Linked DNA regions of Rattus norvegicus: region 1 is linked to region 2. A link is a contact called in public Hi-C data. All regions are on one chromosome and are shown on one strand. The core of a region is the stretch at or near the end of the contact, and the rest is flanking DNA. Distances in the headings are between cores, read along the strand shown. Region 1 has its middle 44 kb from the start of Akr1e2. Region 2 holds the start of Klf6 (KLF transcription factor 6).

The links. Hi-C and Micro-C count contacts between places; a contact is called where the count stands out from the background.
Region 1: a contact with region 2 is called in a Hi-C map of the A7r5 cell line, with 14 times the contacts expected there. The contact joins the enhancer-like site here to the promoter of Klf6 in region 2. A contact is called at or near these places in 7 of 12 Hi-C or Micro-C datasets (the A7r5 cell line, the Rat2 cell line, Schwann cells and 4 more) and 1 of 1 datasets of contacts at active chromatin or transcription factors (oligodendrocytes).

What each region holds. Positions count from the first base shown.
Region 1 is chr17:70,599,272-70,604,067 of GRCr8, reverse strand. No RefSeq gene overlaps it. Among named protein-coding and RNA genes, the nearest start is that of Akr1e2, 44 kb to the left of the region's middle. Within about 2 kb of position 3,022, at least 7 of the 93 cell types and tissues checked have an H3K27ac peak or open chromatin away from gene starts, as enhancers often do. A contact at or near this core is called in the A7r5 cell line, where this site is marked.
Region 2 is chr17:69,455,314-69,460,583 of GRCr8, reverse strand. It overlaps Klf6 (KLF transcription factor 6), which reads left to right and starts at 2,106. Exons shown (of 4, transcript NM_031642.5): 1 at 2,106-2,451. The coding sequence starts at 2,248.

The DNA of each region.
Region 1 (4,796 bases), core at 1,773-4,272, 1.1 Mb before region 2:
GTTCAAAGGCCTTTGAAATATTCAAGAAATTGCCAGTTTTCATAGTAACGAAAAGAGAATTATTTGGCGAGCACAGTATATGTTTGCCTCTCTTTTACTTTATATTATACATATGTTTTTAATAATATGATCTGCGAATTTGAAATAAATCTAAAAATAATGTGAACCCCGAGGTATAGTGTTCCCACATTTTTGAAAAAAAGATGCGAACATCTAGCAAGTATAATTCTGTGTCTCTGTGGTCAGATTGTCAGTCAGTCATCTTAAAGATGGATCTGAGAAAGCAGGAACGATATTTGAATGGCTAGGACATTTAAGGGGGTTTCTATTCAGTATAAAATTGACTATTATTTATCAGTCAACATAAGAACGGTTTCCAAAAGATCAGTGTGAGTACATTGTGAATAAAAACGTGGTCGCTGACAAATTCGTATCTTTGCATGTGCGCCTCTGGTAAATTTATATTTAAAATGTTATTTAGCGTTCCACAATTTGTCCACATTTAAATGGGTTCTTTCAAATTCCCTTTGGTTTCATGCTATTTGAGAATAAAAAGGACTAGCTGGGTGAGCTGATGGGTTTCCAGTGTCTTCCTGCTCGCTGCCTGTTTTAATAAGGCATAGCCTCTATAGCCATTAGTGGGGTTTGATGATGCCCTTATTGACATTTTCATTGTTTTCCCTGGTCAGCCTTAATATGCTAAGCTTGCTGCGATCTGGACCAAGGTGACTCTCTTGTGGACACTCACACTTGACTGTAAATATTTACCTCACCCATTACAAGCTCCAAAGCAGCCAAAAGAGGGACATAGCCAACCGAGTAGTTACCCAATTGGAGATGGAGAAATGGAAATGGGTATTTATTAATTTTGGCAAGCACAGAAGTATTTGGTTGTTGTTGATTTCAGAGACAACTTAGCTTCAGAAAGGAGTACACATCTTGAGCAGAAGGTTCCTGTAGTGAATTTATTTGTGAATGGTAGTTATTTCTTTAATTTTTTTTTATTTTTTCTCCATCTTTATTAACTTGGGTATTTCTTCTTTACATTTCAATTGTTATTCCCTTTCCCAGTTTCCGGGTCAACATCCCCCTAACTCCTCTTCCTCCCCTTCTATATGTGTGTTCTCCTCCCCATCCTTCCCCCTTTACGGCCCACCCCCCAAGAATCCTGTTCACTGGGGGTCCAGCCTTGGCAGGACCAAGGGCTTCCCCTTCCACTGGAGCTCTTACTAGGATATTCATTGCTACCTATGAGGTCAGAGTCTAGGGTCAGTCCATGTATAGTCTTTAGGTAGTGGCTTAGTCCCTGGAAGCTCTGGTTGCTTGGCATTGTTGTACATATGGGGTCTCAAGCCCCTTCAAGCTCTTCCAGTCCTTTCTCTGACTCCTTCAACGGGGGTCTGTTCTCAGTTCAGTGTTTTGCTGCTGGCATTCACTTATGTATTTGTCATATTCTGGCTGTGTCTCTCCGGAGAGATCTACATCCCGTTCCTGTCAGCCTGCACTTCTTTGCTTCATCCATGTTATCTAGTTTGGTGGCTGTATATGTATGGGCCATTTTATATCTATGCACTATTGAACTACGGTATCTAAGTCCAGGTGGATAGAAGGGAGTGTGGAGACAAAGGAAATGATGGGGTGACAATCCAAACCGCAGCACAGTGTTCATACTAATGAAGTATTTCATACTAGCTAAAATGGATTTGCATTTTCTGACGCATCACTTCCCCATCATTGTGAAGACATAACCAATGGTCCTGGTCGCAGAGGGAGTTTCAACTCTAAAGCATCCCATTCTCATGAAAACCTCTGATTATTTCCACAAAGTTCTGTCATGGACATGTTAGCCATTCTTCGTGGGACGCACTCGATAAGGGTTCATTTTCAAACAACATGGCTTACTGTTAGGCCCGCAGTGTGTATCAGCAGTTCCACCGTTTAGTTTCATGACTGTTTCCAAACATTGAATATGGTTATGTAACCTTTGTAGAAGTGGCTACTGTGTCCTAATTCAAGGAGAGACTTTTGGGTTCCATAATTTATTGACGTCTCTATTGTTCTCAAGTCACCTTCAGCTGGCCCTGCAACATGGCCTGAGGTAGCAATTGGACAAACTTTACAATGCAGACCTTCCCAAAAACTTAGTGTTTATTCTCAGTGGATTGATAGTGGGAGAATAAGTCTATCTTTTTTTTTATATTAGAATTATTTACCGAAACAATGTGCCCCTTTTATTTACCCTAAAAGAGACACACTTTATCTTCTGTTCCATAAACACAAAACACCTTTCCATGTGTATCTTGACAGTTCAAAGAGACGCACGGTGCCGAATAAAGAACTGTGCTTTTTAATTATCTCTCCAGTGCTATACAAAAAAAATGCATTCTTTCTAATGGAAAGGAATTTCCTTTGTTCTTTGTTCATGAATGTACTTTTATTCACCACAACTTTGACTCAAACCATCCCTTTCACAAAAGCACTCGCCACGTTGCTTCCTGTTCCTTGGCAGGATGGAATCATGCATATGTATGATACATCACAAAGTGTCATTTGGGGAAAGACTCTGTTAGCATGCCTATGGGAAGAAGTATAGTTAGATGATTGTAGCCAGGGAAGCCGCTTGCTTGCTTCATTTTGCAGCTTTTAGCTTCCTGGAGTGAGTCTGGAGTTGGGGGTGGGGGTGGGGTTCCATTTTAAATACTAGTTCTCAGCGTCCAAATGATCCTGTTTTTGTTTTTTTTTTTTTTTATACCATAGAATCCAAAGTGGTATGCGTTTAAGAAGAAGGGAAAACAATCTCTACCTCCTTGAAGACATGTGAAAAAGGGAATAAAGCACGTGATGTAAAGCTCACAACTTCACAATAGTTTTTAAAGAATCGTAATTATTGGCATTTAGGCTCACCTTGCATGAGGTTCAGAAAGCATGTTTGAAAGCCTTTCCAGAGAGAGCGGGGGTAAAAATGAAACATGCTGTTAAAAATATGAACGAGCTTGGCGTCTCCATTGGATGGCTTTAGAGCTGCCAACAGATGGCGCAACAACCCATTTTAAATTTACCTCTGAGAGGAAAAATGCCAATCATTTCCTCTCCCTTGCCTATGAATTCTTAATGGTCCTAAAATAAGATGTTATTGACAAATAATATTTAGAAATATAACCATGAAGTATTTAATGATCATGCTAAAATAATTATGGCATTGTTATACATTATATCTGGCTGTCCCCTTAAGACCTTGCTTTAATGGCTAAGAAATCTGAGATTCATGACCTTGAACTACCTACAATGGAGACGCTTAGAGAATACCCTACTTAAATCTGTTGTGGATGGAATTAGCCATAGTTTTTGGGTTAATTCTATATTAGCCATGTAATAAAACTTTGTGAGGCATGTGATTATTAGTGGAAATGTATGTCCATCTATGTTTATTTAGGACATCGGTCACGGTCACACTTTCTGAGACATAAGCCATTTAAGTAACAGCGGCATTTTCAGTGAGAACAGAACCTCCTCCCATTTCTGTTGTGTGACCCAAGGAAGACATTTTGCCAAATGTTTCCTGTCCATCCTCTAGCTATTTCTGTAGTAAAGAGAAAAGAGCTGTTGTTCACACATTTAACTCAGACTGTGAAGATGTTTCCTGTACAGTCAACAGATTTCACAGTAAAAGAAATGATGAGGAAGATATGGCTTTGACAGTGTTGCTAAAAGGCTAATACAAGTATAGTCCTCACGGTGTAAAAGTCCATATTAACAACATGCTTAGTTCATAGAAAGAGGGATGCAATGGGAGGTTGAGGTCAGAGGGGACATACATTGTATCAGTGGTAATCACCACTGCTAATAAATTAAAATGACAGAAAATTGATTCTAGCCATGGACGTCAGATCATTAGCTTGTACATGAAGGTGGGGCCACCTTCTGGAACATAGGTAGGATATGCAACTACTAACAAATACAAATATTAGGTTAAAATGAATTCGTTACTTCTCATGTTTTCATGAGGACAATGTCAACTATTATAAAAGCTCCCTGCCAGATTATAAATTATAATTTCCGCTGAAAATAATGAATTAGACGCTCTTGATAAAAAAGTGATGATCAGCTGCCATGATAAAAAGTCAAAGGTCACGTAGAGAAGAAAAGGGTTTATTTCATCTCATGCTTTAGAATCCATCACTGAAGGAATTCAAGACGGAAACTGAAGGAGGGGCTTGAAGTAGAAGTGATAGAAAAATGTCATTTGCTGCTTCACTCCCAGGCTCATGCGCAGAATTCTTACACATCTCAGGACCACCAGCCTAGGGAATTAGGTCTCTCACTCTAGTCTGGATTCCCCAATATCAGTAAGGCAACCCCTGCAGAACATTCCTGCACACTGTAATCTTACCAGGGGTAGTCCTCATTTGAGGCTTTCCTCTCAAATGACTCTAAAGTTGACTGTTAAAGTTAACCACGACACATGAGGAAAAAGAATATTTGGAAAATCAAAATTTCTTGAAGAAAAATTCTTATCTACTTTTTCTTTTTCTTTGCTTTTTCTTTGCTGTTTGTTTTAATCCACAGAAAATATAAGTTTTTTTGTTGCTTTTATTTCTGTTTTTTTCTTTCTTTTTCAAGATATATCTTATTTTTCCCAGCATGGCCTCATACTCACTAGGCATCAGCGTGTGTGTCTGTGGCACATTGAACCCTTTATTCTTCATGTTCTAAAAACTGAGGATCCAGGATTTCAACCCAAACTACACAATGGGTAATGATTTCTTTCATCCAATGAAAACGGAGTGGCATTTTAA
Region 2 (5,270 bases), core at 857-3,356:
TCTGCTTAGGATTCAGTCTATGAATGTACTCTACTTTTACACTAATTAATTTTTCGGAAAGTTGCAGTTTTGATTGTATCTCTATTATGTCCAAGTAAATTCACTCTTGTAAAAATAAACTATGCAAATCTTCTATTTAACTGGCAGTGCTTTTAAGAGACCGGGAATTTCTTTTTCTTTTCTTTTCTTTTCTTTTCTTTTCTTTCTTTCTTTTTTTTTTTTTTTTACATTCTGTGGGAATGTAAGGGAATGTGTTAAAATGATGACTAATCGTCTATCCACCAAGGCAAGTTTCAATATCTTCATTATGACACCCCGAAGGTTTCCCAGCCTCCTCTAGGCTTATTAAAGCCCTCACTTAGTCAGAGCCTTCTACTTTCACCCTAATCCTTTACCATGAGTTCTGTGGAGCTGGCTTTCATTCATAGATTTGATGTAATTCTCGCTTCCTTGGTTTATTCCAAAGTCACATGCTTGCTGCTAATTATAAAGCTCTTTCCTATATAAGGGCCGCCCTGGGAAGTTGGTGCGACCTATGCATGTGTATCCTAAAGCTATTTCTATTTCCTTCAGGGAAACAGAATTCAGGCACATAACCCAGTAAGGGACAGGTCTGCTTCTTTGTCACTAGGGTAAATGAAGACCAATGGTCACCTCCATATAATCCATACAATAGGCATTGTAAGATAACTTTTCCCATCTTTGCGCTCATAACTAAGCCTGCCTACAAATCCGTCAAGCCTATACATGCATCTTTCCAAGACCTCATAAATGAAATATGAAAACTCTCTTCAACTTATTTTACACGTTTGATAACTTTTAAAAGGATACTGTTCATTAAATATTATTTTCGAAGTTATTATAATTGGAATTTTATTCAAAACTTTTAGCTGCTCTTTCCTCCTTTTTTTTTTTTTTTTGGTTTTTCCTTTTAAATGAATATCATGGTGTGCTTTGGGAGACAATTCATATGAAAAACAATTCAAATTGTTTACGCGACAATGGGAAAGCCTGTTAACCTTCGTGAGACATCTTGGAGACTGCCTTCTAAAAGATAAACACATTTCTACCCCATTAGCAGCAGAATCTGCATCTTCTTTGAATTAAAACTGTGTGCATCAAGTAAAGGGATTTTTTTTTAAGCTGTAAGTGTCCAGCTCTCCAAGTCGGGGTGGCGGTGGCGCCGGGTCAGCGATGCGATCTTGATCTTAAAAGCTGCACTTCCAACTTAGAGTAGGTAAAATTCATTCCTGAGAACTGAGTGTATCTGACACACAGGTCAGGTAGGGCGCTTTTGAGATGCTCTGGCTTTTCCCCCTCCGCCTGCGTAGGAAGTGGGGGTATTTTAGTTTCAGGCTCCTGTCATCCTCCACCCCAGGGATCCAGACAGAAACTACCACACAGTGACTCTAGAGCACCAAGTCCCCCTGCTGTTCGGTCATTTGGTCCCATTGCCACACGGGGACATAAGGGCATGTTTGCTCCTACCCCGGGGCACCTCTGCATCTCTGAGTACGGAGGGGACTCGGGACAAAGAGAGAAATCGGGGGATCAAGGAGAATGGAGGGCCAGGGAAGGATCCGGGAACACGGGCCACTATCGGGAGGAATGAGGGGGATTGGGCATATGTCTGCTCCCTTGATTTGCTGGGTACCGGTCCGGGTGACCGGATCAGAAGGTGCAACCGAGCAGCCGGGCGGCGGGGACAGGTGCCCGGTTGCCCCGGCCAGGTTCCCCTAGCTCCGGCCGCTCCGGCCGCACTTCTACAACGTTAGGCTGTGCACCTCCCAGCGCCGACTCCTTCGGCGCGCCGTAGCCCTCGCCTTATATACCCTGCTAAAAATAGCCTGCGAGACGTCTTTCCAATCAGCGCAGGCCGAGTTCGAATTGCACCAATAGGAAGGCCTTTAATGGAGAGGCTCGGTCACGCCAGGCGGGGCCGCTGTGTGACCGCACCGGCGATTGGTGCGAGCTGACATCATCGTCGCGCAGCCCCCGGGACAGGAGCGGCAGGATTGGGTACCGTGGGGGGCGGAGCTCCAAGCTGGTCACGTGGGGGGAGGAGGAGTGGGGGGAGCCAAGCGGGGGAGGAGGGGGGAGGCTGGCAGCGGAGCTTTGAATAGGGAAGTTTTGCAGGGGTTACGCTTGCAGTCAGTCCGCTGTTTGCAAATATTGCGTGGGCTCGGCGCGCTGCGGGCTGCGGGAGGGTCCGGACCCGGCGTCCGATTGCAGCGCCATCCAGTTTGCATGAAACTTTCACCTGCGCTCCCGGGAACAGTTTCTGCTCCGACTCCTGATCGTTCACCTCCCTGTTTTCCCGACAGCGGGGACTGTCTTTTCCAACCCGACATGGATGTGCTCCCAATGTGTAGCATCTTCCAGGAACTACAGATTGTGCACGAAACGGGCTACTTCTCGGCTCTGCCGTCCCTGGAGGAATATTGGCAACAGGTAAATACGGATTTTTTTTTTTTTTCACCTGCCCGGTGCGCCGAGGAGGGAGTTGCGCGGAGGAGCAGGCAAGATGGTGTGTACTTGGAAGTGCATCTTTTTTAATGATGATTAGCATTTGCCTAATTTAAAATAAAATAAAATAATGATCTTAAGATGTCCTTCTGCTGCTTGGAATGGTGAAGGCACTGTAGAGCGAGCCTTCGGGAGCGAGGAGTAGAGTTGTCATTTGTGTGGAGGCGAGCTCTCCTTCCCAGTACGTTTTTATTTCTTCGTTTTTGTTTCATTTTTGCTAATTCCGAGCTTCCGAGCAGCATACACCTGAGGGGGGGACCCCAGATTCCTCTGGCCGATCCAGACCTGAACCATTGGCACAACTTTGGGGCTTGTACCAGTTCCAAACTCCACAGCTGGACCCTGTCATATGAACGAGCTTGCCTTGACTGCCAAAAGATTTGATTTAAGGATTTTGGTTTTGTTTTGATATTTGTACATCCAATTTTTTAAAAAAGTCTTAAGATATTGCTCGCGGAACGCAGCGGTTCTTTTTGAACTCAAGGCCATTTACAGTTTCTTTTTCTTCTGGATAATGTCTTAGCATTCACGTATGTCTGCCTTGTTTTTCTTACCTGCTTTTCTTGTTGACTGCGCGGCGGGTGTGTGTGTGTGGGGGTGCTGTTTGCACACAAGTGACTTGTCAGTCATATGACAATGAGTCCATTCCTAGTTGCTTCGGTTCTTACTTTGGGCAAGAAAAATCTCCAATTCCGGCATTTAAGTGGAACTAGAATTTGGGGCAACGGAAATAAAAGAAACACCCCTTCCCCCTTCTAAGTCTTAGGATTCTGTGAGTGGCAAAAATATATATATTCTCAAACACTTTTACCATTGTCTTTAAAACCATGATGATTCCGTGACCATCTCTCTACCCTTCTGGGCTGGCTTTTTTTTTTTCCTCCAAGTGAATTAGCAGATGAAATATATTCCGTGGGTTTCACAACCTCCCAGGCTTTAAAACGCAGGGAAAGCGAAGTGTTGGCTGAAACCTCCACATGCCGGCTTAATTGTTCACAATCCTCTCTGCCTTTCTCTCCCCCTCCCCATTTTTCCTCCTCAAAGAAGCTGCTCCCTGGGACGTGATTGAAATTGATCTTAGTAGTTTCCTTTAGGCTTTTGGGATTTGGGCAACTAGCCAGACTTGGCTCCTGGTCCCCTTCAGAGCCTTTTAAACTCCCAGAGAGCTTTGGTCAGGTCCCCACTGCTGCTCATCAGTATAATGGAGATTTTAAATTAGCCAGTTGATTAAAGTTTAACAAGATCCTCATAAATGAGCTCGCCATTTCTTTGGCACATCAATAATAGGTATCATCATCTCGATTCTTAATACTGTATGCACTGTAACAGACATCGAATTTTGTGGGGAAAGAGAAAACAAGCATGTGCGTACACACACACACACACACACACACACACACACACACACACACACACCCCTTCCGTGGCTTGCTCATGCTTGCTGTATGAAGCCGCCCACAGGGAGGGCTGAGGATGTGTGTATACTGTGATAGAAGGCACATTGTTAAGTATGCATTAGCCCTTTGGCTGGTGGTCCGTGCTTAAGATGGTCTGTGCCCTGATAACTATCTATATCTATATCTATATCTATATCTATATCTATATCTATATCTATATCTATGTATATTTGCAGTTTAGTGCCGAAATTTCTGTCTGTAGAATAGAATACACAGAGGCACAGGCAGCCTTATATGGGCATGCAGGCAAAGCTAGTGAAAAAATCAGGGCCCACATAATTGAATCCTAAAAATCTTCCCTACCATTTTTCTCTTCCAGTGGCTAGAAAGTTTGAGATGGTAGGGAGATGGGGATTGCCAATCTCTGAAGTGTGTAGCTCCCTGAAAGGTTGGTCTCAGGGCCGGGGAAGGAGCAAGCACTCTGTCCGTGGCACACTGCATGTACATTTGAGCCGAGTTCTTATTTGGCTGCTGGTCAGAATTTCAAAAGGAAGTCTCCTTTGGCATTGCGTGAAAGAAAAAGGAGTGATGACTCATACTGTTGTACCCTTGGCCAGGAGATAAAGTCCTTGTTCATTGTGGGACTCCCAGAAGAGCCAGGGAGTAATTTCCCCCTTTCCATTTTTTACAATAGCAGATGGCCATTCTGAAAGAATTCATTTCTGTTGTTGAGATTTCTTGGTTCTCTCTGGCCAGTGTGAAGAAATCATTAAAGTTTGGTGGTATCCACAGTCCGGCACTTGGGAAATGACATTTAAAAACATACATGTGTATATGTATATATGTATATATATATGTATATATTTATATAATCTCCTAGGTCTCAGCTACACAGCAAAATGAGAGGTTTCTTTTCAGATCTATATTGATGTCTGTGAAGTGGATACAGACAGATATCTGCTGTCTGTATTCTGACTACAGTCCTATATTGCCAACTGTGTCCCCCAAGGAGGGTCTTCAGACCACACCGTGAGCTGCGAAATCTTTCTGACCTGCTGTGGGAATCCTCCTGGATGGTGGATGGCTGGGGCTCTCTCATTGATGCTCATAGTTCTAGAGAATGTCAGAGGATCTGGTTAAACCTGTTAGGTTGGTGGGAGGGGGAGTGATGTGTGTAAGACTGGTTCTCTTTGTGTGGTTTACCAGGATCGTCATTAGAAATGTCAACACTTGTAACTATAACAACAAAACAGGCTTAGCAGTCATCACTCTTTGTGGCCATTGGTCCAACACTGGAGAAACCAAGAGAGGTCTCACCTTTGCTTTTCCTTCAGATTCCTAGAAACA